Regions from separate parts of the Gasterosteus aculeatus genome. Here region 1 is linked to region 2. The links are chromatin contacts, called in public Hi-C maps. All regions are on one chromosome and are shown on one strand. Each heading gives the region's core, a stretch centred on a gene start, on an enhancer-like site or on the middle of the called end of the contact. The rest is flanking DNA. Distances are from core to core; before and after follow the strand shown.

Region 1 (6,439 bases), core at 2,106-4,605, 38 kb before region 2:
GAATTTTGATATAATATGTTGAAATCTAGCTTACTGAAGCTAGTAATCCCCATTGTTTTCTTCTGCATCTCTTCCCTCGCCAGGTTACGTTATTTTGTCCAGCTGGATGATGAGCTCCAGTCCCTGCAGCATTCCCAGCAGTGGTTGGAGGAGAAGGGAAGCCAGCTGGCCCAGAGAGACAGCGAGCTGGCTGGGGAAGCTCTCAGAGAGGTAGCACTGGTGAAGACCGCCTGGGAGAGCGTCAGGACTCTGATCACCAAGGGGTAGGAATGGAGGAGCACAAAGGCATTTTTACTTATTTGTATCATATAAATTCCATAACTTTTTTTTTCGTGATATAGAGCAGCAACAGTTAAACAGCGCTTGCATAGTTTTTTGTAATTTAATCCAGTGCCAAATTATATGTCTAATAACGCTGTTGACTTTTTTTTTCTCATTCAGTCAAGAGCAGAGTGGAGTTGTAGTAGATCTTCTCCGCCAGTTCCACCACTTGAAGTCAACCCTCATCACTGTCGTTGAGAGTGCTCAAGCTGTTTCTTACAATTTGCCTGACCACAGCCATACCGCTCAGGAGGCCAAAAGGATTTTAACACGAGTCAGTACCTTTTTTATTAAATCTATCGTCCAGATTATTTTATATATGTCATGTATATTATCATATAGTTGAAGATTTATTTGTTTCCTTTCTTAAAATCACAGAGTTTACAGTATCTCTCCCGATAGTGGTGTTCTCATATCATTCCCTCTGCACTCTTCTCTGTCCCTCCAGCATGATACGGTCCAAGCCGAGCTGAGAGAAAAGCAGGAAGCAATGGACCAGCTCATCAGCACAGTGGAGGACCTGCAGAGAGAACTGGAGAAGATTCCCAACTCTGATGCAAGCTCCATCCAGAGAGACATGGAGACGTTAAGAGACCAGTGGTTGGAGGTGAATGGTAGTCGATATAACGCATGCTGTGCCCTGCCACTATTTTGGTGAAAAAGCCCAGACGGCTGAAATCATGGAGCTGTTTTTTTATATAGACAAATTGAGCTAGGTGTTCGGACATGGTGAAATAATACTTGAGGACTGTAGTGATTTGTCCCCATTCTGACACGTGGGTACTTTATGAATTCTGTCTGGAGTTGAAATGTGATAACGACTAAGAAGGGATTTGTGGTGTGGTTTTATGTGAAAATCAATATTGACATCCACATTACGGCTCAGCAAAACACTTGCTGTTCCTCTTATAATGATATTTATTTAATTTTTTCCCCTTTTTAATTTTTTCCTCTTGAGAGATTTAGTTGCCTGCTTAGCTGTCACAAATGAGACAGAAATATAAACAAGTCTAGACACATTATGTGCCTTTCTGTCTCTCTCCTCCTCTCACTTCTCATCCCCACATCTGTCAAACCAATTGAGTCTTGTTTTTCCCTCCATTTCCCAGTAAAGCGTGCCGTCCCTTGTTACACCGAGAGAAAACTACACGCAAAGAGGGAGACAGATCCTACCTCCCCTTAGTCTCCTGTTGATTGAGACATGTCCAATTCCATACTTAAATAGATTGCTGGTCTCTGTTCCTTCAGGTCTCAGAGAGAATACAAACCAACACAGAGAGACTGGGCTACTGTGTAGCACTGTGGAATGACCTCAAGTCCATGGAGCACGACATCAACCAATGGGCTGCCGGCTCCATCGCTGATATCACCGACAGTGTTACCAACCTCGGTGATGAAGAGCAGACGGAGGTCCGTCTCGCCACATTTCAGGTCAGAGCAGGCTGGACCGTCTGCATGAAACAGTGTGTGAATGATTGTGGTGGTGTCGTTTTCAAAGTGACTTCATAGTGGGTGTGATTTTATTGTAATGTCCGGCCCTTTGATCTACAGGCTGAGGTCGAAAAGAGGGAACTGAGGCTGGATACCTTGCAAGAGAGAGTCACAGAGCTGAAGGAGCGAGCTAAACTGCAAGAAACTCCGATTCAAATGCAGGTGGGGAGTAAAAGTGTTGAATATAACAGCTAAAAAATATTTTTTTCTATTGACATTTAGGCCAGGGCATTTTAAACTCTGTTACAAAACTCCCAATGGTGCAGAAATAAGAACCAAAATACCTACGATCATGTACTTTAAATACATAATCAAAAATAGGAATTTAACAAAATATATAAAAGAAAAATGGATGGAACATAAACACAAATGCTTCACAAATGACATGACATGAGTAGATGAGTAAATGTCATGAAATGTGTAGAATCCAGGCAGACGATGAAAAACTATAAGAACGGGGTAAGGATTTATTATTATAAATTATTATACATTATTCAGGACCCCAAATACCGAACAAAGGGGGGATAGACTACTTCCAAAACCGATTTTTCAATTTGTTTTCAGATTATTGTTTGTTGCCATGGTCATCTGCTCGGTTTATTTGTTTGTAGATATCAAAATTATCAAAAAAAACTAAAATGGGAAAAAAGGATCATAAGCACCTGAAAGCACATTGTGCGTGTGTTGTTTCCGTGGGAATATGGTGATATGATGTTATTTCATTTCTTTATTGAACCAGGTCCTGGAGTCGGACCTGAGGAAGAAAATGGCCCATGCTCGAGAGGTGTACAACCAGGCAAAACACACTGTGACGTACTTCAGTTTCCAGAAGCAGCGATTGGAGGACCTCATGTCCCAGATGGCCGAGCGGCTGGTGGCAGTTGAGGGCTCCTTATCTGACCTCACTGAAGCTACTTCTCCCGAAGACATTGGTACAGTAAAGGTATGACACTATCATTTCCCTTAATGTGATTCAAAAACACAATGAGTAAATTCTAATACATATCAGATTACATAGGAGTACATAAAGAATATGCCAGAAGTAACCATGCAGTCTTTCCTCTTATTCAAAAGTTATTTCTATTACCATCTTTTTTACTTCCTATCTACACTATGAAAACACAAAATGAGTTAATACAATGAGACAACATTTCATTTGTGAAGCCTTAATTATTTAAATGGCTTAAGAGAATGCTAGTTTATTTCTATCGCATGTTTTAAACACAGAGAACATTTTCGCCTGGTATCCTATTGTCCTCAATTATGACCCTCTTTAGGAGATCAGAGCTTAGACTCTTCATAAGAATACATTCTAATCTGGCAGTAATTGACATCTGCGAGGTGGATGAACATGTACACTCTGCCCTCTCCACCACCCTTTAACCCCAATTATCAATATACATCCTCTTATTTCTCACTTTTCATTTACAGGACCTGCAAAGCGTTGTGCAGCAACAGAGGGCAGACATGGACTCAGCGAGGGACGCTCTGAGTGCGCTGTGCAGGTCTCATCCCTCTCAGGAGTTGTCATGCCTCTCCTCTGACCTCACCTCCATTGTCAAGCGAACAGAGGCTGTTGCCCAACGCTGTGCCAAGACCAAGGGCAGCCTGCAGGATGGGCTGCAGCTCCACTTCAACGGTAATCGCTGTGTATCTGTAAAGAGGGTATTCTGGAGTACAATTTCAATCCAGATAGTTTAATGTTTTATTAAATGATCTCCTGGATGGCGTTTTTGTTCTTTACCTTCACAACTTCCCCTTTAATAAATATGTATTTTAATAGTACTTCAAAATCTTATAATAATCCAATCAAACAGTGCACAACTACATGATGGGAGGTTATTTGTCATTGGTGCACAGATTTATTGTTGATTAACCTACATTTTTTCCCATAGCACACTCAATCCATCCACAACAGCCCACACTCTGTTTGCACACTGTGTGTTACACTGGTGCTCTAACTGCTCAGACACACACCTGTGCCTCAGAGATTAATGCCGCTCTTGTCACATCTGCTCTCGAGGGTGTCATTTTGGGCTTGTTGCCAAGGCAACCCAGCACACAACAGCGCGGACACGCCCGCACTTAGTATCTGCCGCAACACATCTCTTCCCACTCTCCTCCTTCGGGTCCCTTCACTTTTAAATATTCTGCGCCTTTATTTTAACACCTCAGTTTTCCTCAACTTGTCGCCATTGTTTATTTTGCCTTTTGTTTACCAGTCCTTTATGTTACTCTAAGCAGATCTCATCCAAGACTTCCACTCCCGGCTCACAGATCTGAAGTTGGAGCTGAAAGAATGTTCCAATCTATCAGGGGATGTTGCGGTGCTTGGAGCTAAGTTGCAGCGGTTAAAGGTATTGTTATATTCCATACTTCCATTATGCTTTTCTTTTGGTGCAGTTGTCAGGGAATTGTGTTAAACCAAAATCATGCACAAGTCTCTCAGTTTTTAGTAACTGCACTTGTTGATATTTACTACATTACCCTATACAAAATGTCATCATTGTGCCAAACTAAATCTGGGCTTGTATTGAACAAACTACAGCATCTTTCTTAGATGAAGTGTGCTGTTTATATCGTTATACCACTTTTTAGGAAGTAATTGAGTGTTACATATGAGTGTTATAAGTCTGTACATGTTCTGTACACATCCACAGGTGTCAGTCGAGCGGAGATCTGAGGGGGAAGAGTGTCTTTCTAAGGTTCGTGTGGAAGCCGAGAGGCTACAACTCCACTTGCCTAAAGCTGGAGCAGCACAGATCCGAGAGCATCTCTCCTCCTGTCAGAAAGACTGGAGGAGCTACCTGGACTGCTGCTCTCAGAGCCAACGAGACTTGGAAGAGAGTATTGACCTCATGAGAAAGTAAGTTACTATTGTTGTTGTGTCATGTGTTTATGCAAATAAATCATAATTAAACGCCAACGCACCTCCTCTCCAGCTTTAATGACTGTGTGGAGGGAATGAGAGACTGGCTGAAGCAGATGGATCTCAGCCTCAAGAGAGAACCCGTTCTTGGGGGGGAGTGCCAGCAAGGAGCCCAAGACATCACAGAAGAGCTGAAGAGGATAGAAAACCTCCATGAGGAATTGCTTGCAAAAAGGTGTGCATACGTGGGTGTGTGAAGCCATATGTTGTCGACGCCCGAGCGTGGGTTGTCAAACATTCGTAACAATATCATTGTCTCTTGCAAGGGACTCCATCGAGCATCTCGGCCAGGAGGCCCAGTCTCTGTCTGAAGCATGCCGGGGATCAGGAGGGGAGGTCAGAATGACAGGCCAGCTCCAGATGGAGCACCAGGCCCTGTTGAAGGCAGCCAGGGAGAAGCTGCGAGGCTGCCAAGGGAGCCAGGCCTTTGGAGAGACCCTCCAAGGGGTTTGGGCCTGGCTGGAGGAGATCCAGGAGAGACTGGGTACTGTAGACAGCACCATGGGGACCAAAGAGCAGTTAGAGCAGAGGCTGGAGACTGTGCAGGTAATAAGGGGCTTTGACTGGTAGGCTATATGTATCTGTAATTTACACTAATAATTTTATATAATGAGATAAAAGGGGTTGGATTCTTTAGGATTGCCCACACGTATTTTTTTCTTTACTTGATTAAACTACACTAATAGTTTTTCTACAGTTGTTCTGGTAAACACAAGATGGAGCTGTTTGCTTGAGAATGTATTCATCAATATTTCTGATGTCTAAATCCAGATCACTCTGACCTCTATCTGTTTGCACAGGACATCCTGCTTTTGAAGGGGGAGGGCGAGGTCAAGCTGAATATGGCGATGGGTAAGGGCGAGTTGGCCCTGCGCAGCTATGGAGCCGCCGGACAGGAAGTAGTCCGCTCTCAGCTACAGGAAGTGGAGGACGCATGGGCCACGCTTATTGTGACTGCCATGAGCTGCCACAGGTAGAGCGTTCACCTTTTTTTTCATCACCCAAAGTATGTGATGGTTTAGCTTCTATGTGTGCAATTAAAGCCAAAAGGAAGAATAGGTCCTTCCCTTAACTTAGAGTTATGTCATCATTGCCGAATTGCATTCACAATAGCAGAAACTGGACAAACTGCCAAATAATAAACAGCAAACCATTATCGATTTTCTGTTTTTTTTATTTATCTATTAATCCATTAAGCCCTGGATATGTTAGAGGCCATTTACCTCATGTGCCAAAAAATCCTCTCTTCGGACAGGTTATTTCACCGTAACGGATTGATGTCTCAATGCCATTCAATACCATTAGGTTAAATACATAATGAGCAGTATTTGTCTCATTTGATAAATCTGATTAACGTATTTGATTTAGTACGTTCTCTTTTTGTCTGTGCACGTGCATCAGTCCAGTGGGTGTTGTTGTTTAATTGAGCAATTAGAAAAATGAATCTCATTAGGGATTAAATGGTTGATGGAAAACCGTTAGTCACACACGGGGTGTGTTTGTGTTTTAAGGTGAAGGGGATATCAGGAGGCCTGGGGTATCCGGTGAAATAGTGCGCGTGTGTGTGTGTGTGTGTGTGGGAACGGCTATTGGTCATATTTGTACATGAAGCGATAACAGATGGCAAAGGAAAATTGTGTGAATCTGTGTGTTTTGAACCAGGGCATAAAGGTACTAAGCCAGTATTACAGCCCATTT
Region 2 (7,070 bases), core at 2,192-4,691:
ACACCAGGTGAGCACACTACAGTAGAGATGGCTTTAATATCTCTGAAAGAAATTATATTTATTTGTCCAAAAGATTAAATATTAATATCCCCTATATCAATTTAGTTAATCTGAAGACGCCCCACAAATTAACAGTTAATTAGGGTCTCTCACTTATTGGATTTTCAGTGAAATGTCATGTACTGTTGGCCGACCTTAATTAGTATAATTACACAACACAAAATGCTCCTCTGTCTGATGTGTAATTTATGTTCCTATGTATGTTCCTATGGTGACAGGCGTTGCTGCGGGAGTGCCGTGGTCTCCATGGTGACTTGGAGGCCATGGGGGAGAGGGAGGGGCAGCTAGGGGAGGTGTTGCAGACGGAGGGGTGGATCCAGCAGGTGAAACACCTCAGCAGACACACCGAGGAGCTGCAGCAAACTGCCAAGACTCGCCTCCAGAGTCTGCAGGATGCAGCAAAGGTATGAACGACGTACTGCCTTTAGACACCAGTACTACTTCACCTCAAAATTATTTTTAGCCTCATCAAATTATCTTTATTATGAAACGTACTTACTTTTTTTTTTTAAATCAGAACATTTTGGTGCAAAACAAGGACAACAACACAACAGTGGCCTGTGGCCGTGGTCATTAATGAGTACTGCACCATCATAATTTTATCCACTGCTTTATCTTGTCGTGCAGCAGTAATTTGTTACGGTAATCTTATTGCCATACACGTGGTATAATAATAATATTTTGTGCTTTTTTATAGATTTCTGGGTCTAGAGTGTAGATATAGCATGACTTTTGTTACAAATGTAAATTGAATATAACATGAAATACAATATAACATGTAATTTGTTGCCTTCAGGACATGTTGCTTTTGGAGGCGGAGGTGAAGATCCTCCATGCTGCTGTAGACCAGATCCAGATCACACTTGCCTCGCCAGACCTCAACAGACTCAGCCTCAGAGAGCAGCTCACACAGAGACAGGTGATAAAAATGTTTTAGTAAAGATCAGAATTTCAACATTAACAGAATACTGCACATGTATGTTTGCATGTAGACAATTACAAATACTGTAATAAACTGCGTCAACTTAGAGGCAACTCTTCTCATTACAGCATTGCTTACTAACACACCCAACAATTCCTCCTCACTCTCTTGCAACCCTCCATTCCCTTATAAGCGTCTGCTGGTGGAAATGGAGGGCTTCAAGCAGCAGGTGGCGGCAGTACAGCAGTGTCAGAGCGCCCTCCGGCTTCCAGAGGAGGTAGTGGCCAGCCTGACTATCTGCCGCACAGCTCAGATTCTGCAGCAAGAAGCCAGCCAACTGCAGCACACCACCATCCAGCAGTGCAACATCCTGCAGGTAGAGGGCAGTTCTGTCCCCCCCTAAAACGACCAAATGATCTGTCAAGATAAGAACTGTAAAAACTGAAAAATCGTCATGCCTCGAAGCGGTTGACATCTATATTGGTCATTTGTCACCCTGTGGGAGGAGTTCTAGAGTTCTACATTGACTTGCCACTGGTTGCTCAAACTCCTGCTGCAGCGTGCCAACAGGCCATCTCAGGAATGCCTGTGTTTTTGTCGAGCCCCTATTAGACCACTGCTATCCTCCTATCCTTGGTTTTGGGCTCATTGTAATGATGATTCATCCAAACTGAAGATTTGAAACAAAGAGTCAGTCTGTCTGATCTTTTCTGAGGATCAAATGTGTGATCAATAACTGCAATATTATAAGTTTTATCTTGGAGGTTTTGCTTACGCAGACTTTGAGATCTCATAATCAACAGAAGAGGTGTTTAAAACGTGTCTTTACTCCAACAGCAGCAAATCTCAGATGTCTACCTTTAGGATTTAAGATATTTGAATATAATGTCTTCATCACCTTCTGTCAAATGCCCCACTGGATATGCATGTAGTTACACTTAGTGATACTGTGCATAGTAATCGATATCATGAAAGCATTGTGACATAGATGGTGGAAGAGATGATGTCTGACACTGACTCCCTTAAAGTAATATGTGTCACATTTTATAATTATTTGACAAAATATGCGGCTTCAAGCTTTCTTTGTTATGATTTCTCCTTCCCAGGAGGCTGTGGTGCAGTACGAGCAGTATGAACAGGAAGTAAAGAACCTCCAGAGATTAATAGAAGAGGCTCACCGCATCATCCAGGACCGACCCGTCTCCACCAATAATATCCAGGAACTTCAGGCTCAAATACACCACCATGAGGTCAGTGAGAAACATTCTCTCTCATATAGTTATTAAAACATATATCATATACAACTTATATCTGGTTTTGACTTTCCACAAAGTTCGAAGCAAAATATTGTTTATGATATCATTGTAAGCTGTAGCCGGAGGATGAGGAATCATGAACAACACTTTTGGCCATATTGTGCAGTTTATGATTAGTCTTTATTGATGAAATGCACAGCTTGTTATCATCAAGTAGGCTGTGAAATAACAGCAAAGCAACAGGGACATAAAGAGTTTCTGGACATTGACTGTAATGGAGATAAGAAGATCACATCACCAGGATAACAGAAGAGAGGCCACTTGGCATTTGACAAGACGGTGATTGTCTGTTGTCTAAAAACGTTTCTAATAAGGCCCAAATCAAGCACCGATGTTTGAATCATAATATATTTCCTGTGCTTTGCAACAGTGTAAGATATCAAGTCAAGGCAGCACTGATGCTGCACATCTTCAAGTAGTCGTGGACAACCGTGACGACGGAAGCAGTCAGAGCCTTTGTCAGCCTGTGTTGTTTCTGAAGGCATCAAATTCATAATTTTCTGCAATTTATTTATATTTTCTTTCCCATTTTGTTGATTGATTCAACAATCAGGGATTGTTTGTTGCCTCTATAAAACCATAAACTCTCGACTAAATACTGCAGTACAAATGTCAATGTGTTATCAGATCATTGCCACCAGATACGGCAGGTGTGAAAAAACCTTGGGTTGTGCCCCTACAAGCCCAACTCAAAAACATTCCTCCAGTAACTGATGGTTCATGTAAAGATAGTCTGCATTCCTTGGAAAAAAAGTTCTTTGTGAAGTGTATCTTTTTTTGCGAGGCCCGTGCTTTTGGTTGCAGTTCAACTTTGCTGTGTAAAAGCATTTCATCTCCTGCTGGAAGGAGAGAGGTGGCAGACTGAGAGACAAAGACCTGCAAAGAAACAGAAGCAAACACTTTTATTATTGCGTTTCAACTTTATATGCTCGGCTCGGGCAGATTTGATCTATTCCTATTACTTGACGGGGAAAATATTGACCCTGCTGTCTGTAGGTATTTTATTGCTACTGCAATCTCTGTGCCGCAGAGTGACTTAGCAAGGGAGTGTGTTTATGTCTGTTTGCTCTCTAAGCTGAGCAGAAAGCTGCAGCGCTACTGGCCCAGTTAGTCACATGACCTGATTATGAGTGCATTGACCATCTGCGGGACACAGGGAGTGGAAGGGGGGAGGAGGCAAGGAGGAGTTGGAACCCGCCTCATGCCATAGCTGTAATTTGACACCATCTTTGTCGCTGTCCTACTCCCTTAATGCTCCCTCTCTCCTTACGACTCCCTTTTGTTGAAAAGAATCTCTCTCGAGGATTGTTGGAGGAGGAAAGCGTTGGGCAGAGGAAGGGAAGGGGGTGGAGCCAGTGAGATCACTTCCTGTTTTTCTCTTGCCAATCGTGTATGTGTACGAGTAGGAGTGTCTGGGAGATTTTGAACTATTTCTGCGAGGGTCTCTCTCTCTCTCAACCAAACATCCTGTCTGTTGGCTGCACTGCTGCTCCGAGTCACCCGCCTCTGTGCTGCTCCGATTGGCCGGGAGATGCAGAAGAGAGAGCAAAAGGAGAGAGTGAGGCAGTGCTATTCTCTTTTCCAGTCCTACACAGTGTGAAGCCTAAAGCAAGAGACCGGGGAGGAAAGAGACTGCGTCAACTCTCAAGCCGGCACCACATTCGCGCTGAACCCACGCAACCATCCCCTTTTTTTTCTCTCTCAGCAGCCTACTTTACCAGGAACTATTGATCATCCGTTGTGGACTGAACCACACTCTCCTGACCCCGGAGGGTGGTGGAGTTTTCTGTCTTTTATGGTGGGATGTTTTGACAGGAGCTGGGCCAGAAGATCCGCAGCTACCAGGAGCAAATAGCCTCGCTCCACTCCAAGTGTAAGATGCTGACGGTGAAAGCCAAACACGCCACCATGCTGCTGACGGTCAACGAGGTGGACGGCCATTCGGACTGCATGGAGGAGCTGAGTGATGAGGAGCTGCCCGGTTCTCTGGCAACCACCAACGGTGCGGCCAACAAGCAGCTTCCAGCACACCCCTCTGTCGTCATGGTGAGTGGAACAGCTTCTTTTGGACACACACCCACAAACTAACTCATGACGTACCGCATGGCTGTATGCCTCTTGAGGGCAATGTTTGTGTGTGTGTGTGTGTGTGTAGCTTCTATCCTTTCTCCTATTCTGTCCACACCACTGCTTCTCAAAACTGCAAAAAGGAAACACCAGGTACCATTTAGTAGTTTATAGAGGGTGTTTAGAGCTCATTTCACCATGATGGGAATTGGCCTAGAGTTATCCCAAATTAGAGGGTGTCTGTGGATGACAGTAATAATTACAGGTCACACGTTTATGTCTGTGCAATTAAACTCTGATCAGCAGGCTCAATCAGAGGCTCAAATTGTGCATCTATCCTGTAGTCCATGTAACCGCAAGTGTTACTATACTGTCTCCTCTAGTGTGTTGCCGCACTGACATTGTGCTGTGTAATTTCAGTTCGTATTACCCCGATTCTTGCAGGGCTTTTTTACCTTAATACCTTCTCTTTCTCTGTCTTTCATTCAGATTTAGTTCTCAAAGCCTCTTTGCTCTGTTGCTGCTGTTTGTGGTGTGTTTGATCTCAGCATACCAGGAAACAGGATACTACTGCATGCGTGCGTGTTTGTGTGTCAGCCCAGCCTGATAAGTCGGTGTGTGTGTGTGTGGCAGAAATGGATTGCCAGGACTGCTGATATCTTGGATATTGTTTTAACATTATTAGTGCCGTGTCATCGTAACCACGGTGTTGGGACTGTGCTTTTCAGCCTCTAAGTACTTGGAATAGTTTTCCCACACGCGCTGTTGTGCCCCTCCTCTTCGTTGCGTTGCATTGCATCATAAAGCCCGGGCAAAAAAGTCTACCAAATAAAACAAGGTCTCGAGTCAGTCGGCCAAGTTCACTGCCAAAAAGCAGCCCACGGCTTGGCTCACATTTCTGCTCTACCTCTCTACTGAAGCATGCAGGCCCACAGACAACTGTGGTACTTCCAGGACAGCTGCTGTATTCTCGGTTCAATATGCAATGCCTTACCATCTGGATTCCTCAGAAAGTCTTCCTGCTGTTAATGTAGTATAACTTCAGTGTGTGCTTGTGTCTACTACTTACTGAATGTTTGATTTTCAACTTCCTGGTAATGGCCATTCCTTTCCTATGACGTATCCTGTATAAAATTACAGTGGCTCATTTATTGAAAGAGAAATCCAGTGTTATAATGCTAAAGTACAGAGTCAATTTGTCAAAAGTATTGCCAGTTGTGATGTCAATAGCAGCAATGTGATCTGGTCTCTTCTCAGTATTTGATTTCTGACTTTCTAATTAATCATCAATGTACTCACTGCAATCTGGCTAATCTGCACTCCCCCATTAATTTGTATGCTCTATCTTCATTTTTCTCTCTGTCTCCTCACTCACATCCGGGCATTTTCTGTTTGATTCGCCTCCCGTTTCCTAAACCTGCTTCTTTTGATGTGCGCGTTTGATGTGTGCGTGGTCAGATGACAGCCGGCCGCTGCCACACACTTCTCTCCCCTGTGACGGAGGAGTCGGGGGAGGAGGGCACCAACAGCGAGGTCTCCTCTCCCCCTGCCTGTCGTTCCCCCTCCCCGGGGGCTAACGCTGACACTCCTCTTAGCCAGGTACTGCAAACCCCACCCTGGTCTCCTCCACAGCCCTCCAGCATTACCTGACCTGCCCGGTCTCCATACCACCACCGTCTTTGTTAAATCTTACACTTCAAATTGTCACTCGTAAGAAACCAAATCTCCATCTTTATGAGTCACCAAGCATAAAGTTACTTCTTCTGCTTGAATTGATTGCACAACCTGTAATTGATTGCTATACTGTTTTCCATGCAGATTAACATCGCTCAAAAATGTTTTTGTACCTAATCAAATTGCTGGATGCGAGGGTTTTCATTACGTGTTCACTTTGAAAAAAATAATATAGAATTAATTAATATAGGATTTTAAGACTGAATATTGAACTTGTTAAGATGGACATGCTTACTCATCCCATCACCACCACCTGATTCCCACCACCAAACAATGACCTCCTCATCATTACCACCATCTTCACGGTGGATGTTTGAAACAGCTGGAGAGTTGCTGTGATGTCCCTGCTTTTTTTGTCAGCATTATGTTTGCAGATTTATTTTGCATGTTTGCCACACAATTTTTCACTGTTCATGTTCATTTTAAATGAGTGAATGAAAGAGTAGCTGTGAAATCTATGACATGCACGAGTAAAACAGACGCTTTTTGTTGTCATGAGTGCAATAACAAAAGTTTTTTTCATTGTGTGATGTAAAGACATTGTGTTTGTGATCAAACTAAATTATCATGAGAGGTTTTAAACAAATCAGATCTGACTTTAGCCGGCCAGATCTTAAATTCTAATTTATCTCATACATTCATCTCGCTGCAGTATATATTTTACTGTACGTGCAGTAAATGTGGGCAAATTTCCTCCTAATGTGGCGATTACGATTACAATACAACAGGCCTACACTCACTGTGTTGTTGTGCCACAGGGTCGAGGTGCCTTAAGCCGAGCGCCCCTCCGAGAGCTGTACGACCCGTCCATGGAGACCAGTGCTGCCAACCTGGATGACCTGCAGAGATCCTGGGAAACACTCAAGAACGTGGTACAGAGCATCATCAGCTACCTATCATTATGGTTCACTTTTGCTTCTCCAGTTACCGTCTTGATTTAGGAATCATTCTTTCCGTTTCTTTTCTTTTTC

Evidence for each region. Hi-C and Micro-C count contacts between places; a contact is called where the count stands out from the background.
Region 1: a contact with region 2 is called in a Hi-C map of skeletal muscle, with 2.0 times the contacts expected there. The contact joins two enhancer-like sites. A contact is called at or near these places in 2 of 6 Hi-C or Micro-C datasets (both in skeletal muscle).

The regions. Positions count from the first base shown.
Region 1 is chr18:8,994,732-9,001,170 of fGasAcu3.hap1.1, reverse strand. syne1a (spectrin repeat containing, nuclear envelope 1a) reads left to right here. Exons shown (of 147, transcript XM_078093108.1): 40 at 84-263; 41 at 442-595; 42 at 770-928; 43 at 1,570-1,752; 44 at 1,873-1,974; 45 at 2,552-2,755; 46 at 3,244-3,451; 47 at 4,057-4,169; 48 at 4,473-4,678; 49 at 4,755-4,916; 50 at 5,008-5,287; 51 at 5,542-5,714. Among protein-coding and RNA genes, the nearest start is that of syne1a, 44 kb to the left of the region's middle. Within about 2 kb of position 3,355, at least 1 of the 9 cell types and tissues checked has open chromatin away from gene starts, as enhancers often do.
Region 2 is chr18:8,956,217-8,963,286 of fGasAcu3.hap1.1, reverse strand. It overlaps syne1a (spectrin repeat containing, nuclear envelope 1a), which reads left to right. Exons shown (of 147, transcript XM_078093108.1): 87 at 1-7; 88 at 279-464; 89 at 857-979; 90 at 1,176-1,358; 91 at 2,089-2,232; 92 at 4,114-4,344; 93 at 5,824-5,964; 94 at 6,858-6,971. Among protein-coding and RNA genes, the nearest start is that of esr1, 42 kb to the right of the region's middle. Within about 2 kb of position 3,441, at least 9 of the 9 cell types and tissues checked have open chromatin away from gene starts, as enhancers often do.